2 separate regions of the Anas platyrhynchos genome follow, and region 1 is linked to region 2. A link is a contact called in public Hi-C data. All regions are on one chromosome and are shown on one strand. Each heading gives the region's core, a stretch centred on a gene start, on an enhancer-like site or on the middle of the called end of the contact. The rest is flanking DNA. Distances are from core to core; before and after follow the strand shown. Region 1 overlaps TES (testin LIM domain protein). Region 2 has its middle 15 kb from the start of CAPZA2.

Region 1 (3,467 bases), core at 844-3,343, 270 kb after region 2:
TCCCTTAAAGTTTATAGAGTTCATAACACACTTTTCCCTACATTTCTGATATATGAAGACATTTGACATAAGACTTGGGAACAAAATCCCAAAGAAGAAAGTATTATAGCTAAGAAATGAAAATTACACAGCAAGTTTTAGTCACTAAAAAAAATCTTTGGGAAAATGCTATTTAGTACTTTCAGTATCTTTAAATGCCCAGGTACTATGTATTTTTACAGTAGAAATGCAAGAGCCTTTGGAACACAGCAATGCTTAGTTTTGTGCGTGTCTTCTCTTATGACATCATCTTTTTCTTACATTCCACTGAGCAAAAGACCATCCCTTCCACTGGCATAAACTTCTGGCCAATTAAACACTTGCTACAACAGGAACATAAGAAACATTCCTCCGTGGCATGCCAATTGAAGTTGTTGTATGTCACACGTTGAACTTCGGGATCTATAGCATTATGACAGCCTTGGCAGATCTGTTTAGAGAAAAAGTCAAACAAACAAAAAAAATCACTTAAATGAAGCATGCACAACCTCTCTAAACTCCAACAAAAGATGGAATTCTTAGATGTTTTCAAAGAATACAGACAGGTGTCAAAAGAAGCCTTTGAAGTAAGACTTCAGCTTTTGATTTTTCCTTTATTTTTAAACCACAGTTTCTGACCAAAATGCAGTTGAGAAAAAAAAAAAACAAAACAGAATAAAGATGTACATAAGAAGTCAGCTGCTGCTGGGACTAAGCTTAAGACAGTTATGGTGGTTACAGTTTCCCAATGCCCAAAGCAGGATAACAGCTTGTCACGCCGAACACAGATCTTCATATATTAACCCATGCATTTGAAGTTACAAAATATGTTCCTGTGCATTGGCAGCTATAAAGGCGTGCCAAAGAATTAACGGATATTAGAAAGTCTTGGGTGGAATTCATCTTGAGCTCTGGTTGCCAAAGACCTTTTTCTAGATGTCAGGGTAATAGTGTTTTAAGAGAGAAAAGCCTCTCCGGAAGACAATTCCTTACACCTAGCATAGAAAAAGGTATCAGCCACCAGCTGGAGACAACAGTTTTCTTCTCTGTTAACTACTCAAACAGCCTAGATGAAGATTAGACTTAAATCCCAACTAATAGCTAGTTAACTGGTAGAGATGGATGGACCTCACCTCAGATTAGAGCTCATAACCAAGAACCGAGAACTAGCAACCTTCTGCGATTTTTTGCCTTAATGCAGTGAGTCAGTCTCCTGTGTCACTCATGGCCTTACAAATACACAGAGAAACAAAGTACTTAGATTGCAGTTGCCATAACAGGCTTTCAGCAAACCAGATGAAGTCATGACCTGCTGGTCACAATGAACTATGATTGACATGAACTAGACATTTCACAGCATTACTCATCTTCACATATTTTACTTCTCCTGTTACACAATCCTGCTTCAACACTGGTAAAATTAAAGATACTTTCTGAACCACTCCCCCACTCCTAAAGTAGCTCTAAGTCAAGTTTATGCATTCACAGAGTACCTGTCTGTTTCTTTCAAAGGGAAAAAGAGATGACCATTTTGGACCTAAACTTATATTGAATTTATACATTTCAAACACTCCCACTCTGGGAAGAAGGTAAGAGTTTCAAGCTCTTCAAGTTCCCTTCCTTCACAGCACTGTGTTGTGTCTGCAAGGATCTTACCGCAGCATGGTTCTTCACGTAGCATGGTTTACAGACTGGCTTGTCATTCACCATTACATAGATTTCTCCAGCCAAAACGCAGTCACAGTCAAAACAGCAGAAGTGTTTCAGATGCCAATTTTGACCTTCCGCTTGAGTATATTCATTGCTGAATATCAGCTATGAGGAAAATACACAAATGTTAATAAAGGAAATGCTATTCAAATACTTATATTAAAGCTACCCTCAGGATGTTCTGTAATTTGCAAGGAACTGATGGCTGTTCTCCCATTTCAAATGACTTCAACAAAAGTGAAAGTATGCACTTGTTTGACTGTTTTCCAAAGCCTCTGTTTCATTTATTAAAAGCTAGTAGATATCAAAGACATCAGGAAGGCTGTTCTCTGTGCATTGCTTAAGGTGTAATTTAGTGAGGTGCTCCCCCTAGTGCGCTTCCTGAGCAAACAACTGTGTAACTGGGACTTGATAAAGACTCACTCTCATGTATGTAGTATACCCATACCCTATGCAAACCCCCCCTCCAAAGCCAAAACAAACTATGGAAACTCTTGGAAGCAGTGTCCATATCAGTTACAGTTCCTTGCAATTACGATCAGCTAAAACTGATAAGAGGATGCCATACCCCTGTGCTGAAATATTTTAGTAAAGTTTGATTAGCTTTTCAGGACCACAAACTGGTGCGCTGCAACAAAGGGCTGGGATATGTCCTACCTCATCACATCCAGCACAGCGGGGTTTTTCACTGTCACAATAATGTCTTCCACAGTACAGATTGCCATTCTTCCAGAAATAGATCATGTCTACTAGAAGTTCACTGCAGGTGCAACAGACAAAACAAGCTGGGTGCCATAATTTGTCATATCCTGCACGTTCCGCGTAGACAGCTGGGTCACCTTCTTTCATGCTCAGTTTGCAGCGATAGCAGGACTGGAAAGAGGTTATTAAAAATTAAATAACTATTTGAAGAGTTATGTTTATGGAAATTCCACATTACCTAAACATTTAATCAATCCCACTTGTCCATATTGAACCTACAGTATTGATTTACTTCCACAATCGGATAGTGATGTGACATATGTCATAGCACAGCAATTGTCACATCACGATGATGCATATTATACTGACAGCACTAGTGTTACTTAGATGGATTATTACATTTTGCAATATTCACATTCTTGTGACTACTCTGAACATTTATAAATTTTAATTGCCTGTTGGATTTTTGAGCATGTGACACTCAGAGACCATAAGGGGAAGGAGCCTCCATGAAAGGTAACCAAGGAGACCTAGACTAGTATACATAGCAAAAACTACAGCCATGTACTTAGAGGTCATAAGCAAAAAGTAATCAAGCCGTATCTGCAGCACTGGTGAGGAAAGATCACAAGTGGTGTCCTGCAGGGATCAGTACTGGAGCCAGTTCTCTTTAATATCTTTATAAATGATCTGGATGAGGGGATCGAGTGCACCCTCAGTAAGCTTGCAAACACCAACTTCGGCATGACTGTTGATCTGTTCAGGGTAAGAGGGCTCTGCAGGAGGATCTGGATAGGCTGGATTGAGGGGCTAAGGCAAACTGTATGAGGTTCAGCAAGGCTAAGTGCCTGGTCCTGCACTTGCACAACCCCATGCAGCACTACAGCATGGGGGAACAGTGGCTGGAAAGCTGCCCAGTGGAAAGGGACCTGGATTTGGTCGATAGCCAGCTGAATATGGGCCAGCAGTGTGCTCAGGTGGCCAACAGCATCTTGCCTTGTATCAGGAACTGTGTGGCCAACAGGTGATTGTCCCTC
Region 2 (3,823 bases), core at 1,153-3,652:
GTATGTACACATGCACGTCTAATAAAAGATCGTGAAGGATATCCAGAGATTCTTATCCAATCTATTTCAGTGTATTACAGAGATACCATCTAAAGACAACACAGACACGTTCCAGCGAATTTATTTCCAAGCGCAGCGGCCTAGAAGCCTGAGAACTATTGCCAATGTGAAACTTGTATTTATTTCAGTTAATTCGCAGCAACAGTACTGATCAAATAGATTTAGCTTTCGAGTTTTATTAATTACCAAAATGTAAATATGATGTTAGATTTCCTTCATCTGGAAGCCGTGTATTCTCCAGTGGCAAGCCTTGGGACTTCAGGCACATTGAGCACGAGAGTGATTTATCAGCTCTATTTAGTTACCATCGGGAAACACGAAATAAGAAATGATCTGTGTGAAATAAGGACTGATCTTTATGAGCAGGGCGATGCACTAGATGGCACTGTTGGTTTGAGTTTTACCACGGCCACCTTCTTCTGGGGAACTTGTCTTAATTAGCTTCCTTTTGAAAACAAACACGCTGTTTCAACAGAGGGTCAGTGTACATTGTTCTGGGCTGCTGCTTTTATGTTTATAGTCATGTAATCAATATGTTGTAAGGGTAATTAATTTTTAACCAAGCCAATTGTAGATCAAATGCCAGTAGAGTTGCTGGGTGGAGACAGTTTAATTTCTTTTGAAGCAGTGATACTGATTAGCTGCAAAGGGTTCGCAGCGAGTTGCCAGAGATCCAGAAGACCTTCTGCTTTGAAACTCTGGTGTTAACTTTAAAGTATCATTATTGCTCTGATACAGATTAATGAGTTGTGGCGTAATTCTGATAAAGTTCCTCTCGTTTACTCGCTATATTTTGTCCCGTCAATTCCTATTTCAAAGCAGCTCTATTTGCTTTGACTATTCTGTTCCTATCAAAGGCATGGCACAAAGTTAACACTAAACTGATCAAACTCACTTTCTGCTTTTCATCTCTTTTCTCTCGTTATCTGCCTTCAGGGACTCTAGAGGGCCCATGGCTAAGGATGAGATTGTGACCCTCCGTACAACAGGGTACAGGATCCCGCAAGAGGCTGAGGCATTCTCCAGTCTCTATCAGTCACGCATGTGAGTTGCGCTGCCAAGCTGCTGTCCTGGCCTCCCTTCTCCTTCCCCTTTCCCTTCCCTGTTGTCCGGCCATCTCTCACGATCCATACTTTGAGATATTTGCTGCCCCTACTGCCAGTGCTTTCAGCCATCCCCTTGATGCCTCCTTGTCTGTGAGCTGACCTGTCTTGATCATATTTTCATCCCTTCTCGCTCTTTCATCTTCTTCCTTGCCTCTGTTCTTCAACAGTCAAACAAATTAGAGTCTCAACACTCAGCTCTCCATCTCCTGTCATATTACTTTAATATCTTCTTCCTGCTCCTTTTTTTATAACAATCAATAAACGGGCTGTTTTCATGGATAGGCTATTGATCACTTCTCCAGTTGTCTGGATTCTTTCTGATCTAGTGTCTGTGTTTTCCATTACATTAAAATTTCACTAGAGGCTCTGGCTATCCATTCTCAGGGAAGTCTCAGGGCCTCTCTGCTCTCCTCATCTTCCTTGATCTCTTGGCCGACTTTTGAGACTTTGATCATTTAATTGGATCTCATGCCAAGTAAAACCACAAGCACTGGTTTAATCCGAAATTAAACTTTTGTTTAGTCTAACATTAAAATATAAGGTCAATTTCAAAACAAAAAATATTTCACTTTCTCTGAAAAAAATCCAACCTTTCATACTTCTGGGCTCAAACTATTAATTGAATTCAGTCTGGACTGAACAACAATTTCGGTCCTTTTGAGTCATACTTTTGAGTAAATCAGACCAGTTAACGGGACTGTGTTACTGAGCTGAGCTGCAAATGTCTCTAATTTCTGCTGGAGCCAAGAATAGCCCTTGGTATAGATGGGTATGGCCATCAGCTATTGAGACTTGTCACATTTTTAACCTTTTCAGGAAGACAAAACATCATAAGTCAGATAATGATCAGCAGAGTTTAGGATCCAACTATTACATTTTTTTGTAACAGATGACTCTTGTGGCTGTTAGAGGCAAGACTGCAGCTATTGCAGCAGACCGTTCTGTAGACTGTAATCTACATTTGTTTGCAAAATATTAGATAAAGATCATGAAATTTATTCTGGTTTTGAGACAAACTAGAGATGGATATTTGCAGCATACTGAAAGATTGAAAACCCAATTATTACAACCACAAGAACTGAAAAGAAAAATCCATGCTGTCTTTCTGCCTGCCTGTTCTGCAGGAAGCATTTTTTCCATGCCCTTAGTCACAGTGCTCCAGAGTAGGGTTGCAATGAGCAGTTGCCAAAATTGGCTGTTTGGGGAGGTGGCGGGGTGGTACAGCAGCTTGTAGCAGTGTATTTACAGTAGAGGGAGCTGATGTTCAATGAGTGCATGCATGAGTATTCACTGCAGTATGGCTCCTTATCAGTCTGCAAGCACTACAGAAGAAATATTTCACCATTCTGGGGGGATGCTTCTGCATCCCTCACCCACTGGGTCCTGTCACAGCTGAGCTCTCCAGCAGCGTGAGTGGCCTCAGGGAGCACTTGTTTGAAAAGGTCTTCTTCTGGGGCCAAGGGACATCTTCCCATGTCAGGTGTGACATGAGGGAGACTGGACGTAGTGTGTAAGTAATATTGCAAGCACTGAGCCTCAGCACACCTCCTACCAAAGGCTGATGTTTCCACCTTTCTAAATATAACTTCCTGCTACACCGCAGACAGCATCTCCTTTGTATTCCTAGCTTTCCGGTGCTCCCTGCCCTTGGCCTGGGCTCTGTCTGACACGTCTCACAAATGAGTGCTCAAGAAATTCTTTGATTTACAGCCCTCTTTTTACAAGCCAGAGATCTCTAGTTCCCTGAAACTGGCTGGTTGAATTACACAAGTTATTCAAATATAATTAAAAGAGAGACACAGCATGTGTGAAACAACAGAATATGCATGCACTCAAAAATATGGAGAGTTATAATTCCTCTTAGTGAGTTCGTTTGGATAAAGCAGGCTAATGGGCTGAAGGACTGGGGCTGCAGCTACGTGAGCTCCTGCCCCTGGCTTTGCCATCACTCTCTTTGAAGAAAGGTGTCCTCCTGGTGAGGCAGCTTTCCTGTCTGCCACAGTTCAACTAAGGTAAGCACAAAGGAATTACTTGGGGAAGGGACACTGTTCCGAGACAAACATAAGATATATACTTTGAAAAATAAAGGACTCAGAAGATTACTGTCCCATCTGACTTGTATAACCAGAAAGATCCTCAAACAAGTTAATTATTTGCCTGGTTAACACCTATTGCCATATTTCTCAATCTGCATGTGTTTGTGGACAAAACCTCCAAGCAAGCCAAGTGCTGTAGTGCCTTGATTGTCCAGACAACTTGGATTATCTCACTGATGGCTTCCTTCAGCCATGAGCAGCAGAGTGGTCAACCTAATCACTCTATAAAGCAGTGAGAAGTTTTGAGAGTACCGAGTTCGTCCCTGGCACCACTCCTAAGAAATGTGGACAAACTGGGAAGATCTAACAAGAAGAAAGTTAACATGTTTAGAAAATACAACATATGAGTAAAAGTCAAAGAAAATCTTCTAGCTTAGAGAAGACTAAGATGGGACATTTTCAGTTAAAAGTTTTCTGTAAGTAAAATGACAGTTATTTGTTCGCTACCCAGACGGAGTTGGGGCAAACAAAAGGGGCGTGGGTCTTACTTGGCACCAAGGAAGATCTGGAAAAGTCCAGGAGGACTTTAGCAATAACAAACACATAATGAAGCCTTGAAGT

The links. A called contact is a pair of places that touch in the nucleus more often than the background predicts.
Region 1: a Hi-C map of subcutaneous adipose tissue shows a contact between it and region 2, with 4 times the contacts expected there. The contact joins two enhancer-like sites. A contact is called at or near these places in 6 of 8 Hi-C or Micro-C datasets (F1 follicle, F5 follicle, liver and 2 more).

Annotation. Positions count from the first base shown.
Region 1 is chr1:26,742,023-26,745,489 of IASCAAS_PekinDuck_T2T, forward strand. It overlaps TES (testin LIM domain protein), which reads right to left. Exons shown (of 7, transcript XM_027457623.3): 5 at 2,386-2,601; 6 at 1,675-1,833; 7 at 1-469. The coding sequence ends at 278. Among named protein-coding and RNA genes, the nearest start is that of TES, 25 kb to the right of the region's middle. Within about 2 kb of position 2,094, at least 2 of the 8 cell types and tissues checked have an H3K27ac peak or open chromatin away from gene starts, as enhancers often do. A contact at or near this core is called in subcutaneous adipose tissue, where this site is marked.
Region 2 is chr1:26,467,844-26,471,666 of IASCAAS_PekinDuck_T2T, forward strand. No RefSeq gene overlaps it. Among named protein-coding and RNA genes, the nearest start is that of CAPZA2, 15 kb to the left of the region's middle. Within about 2 kb of position 2,403, at least 2 of the 8 cell types and tissues checked have an H3K27ac peak or open chromatin away from gene starts, as enhancers often do. A contact at or near this core is called in subcutaneous adipose tissue, where this site is marked.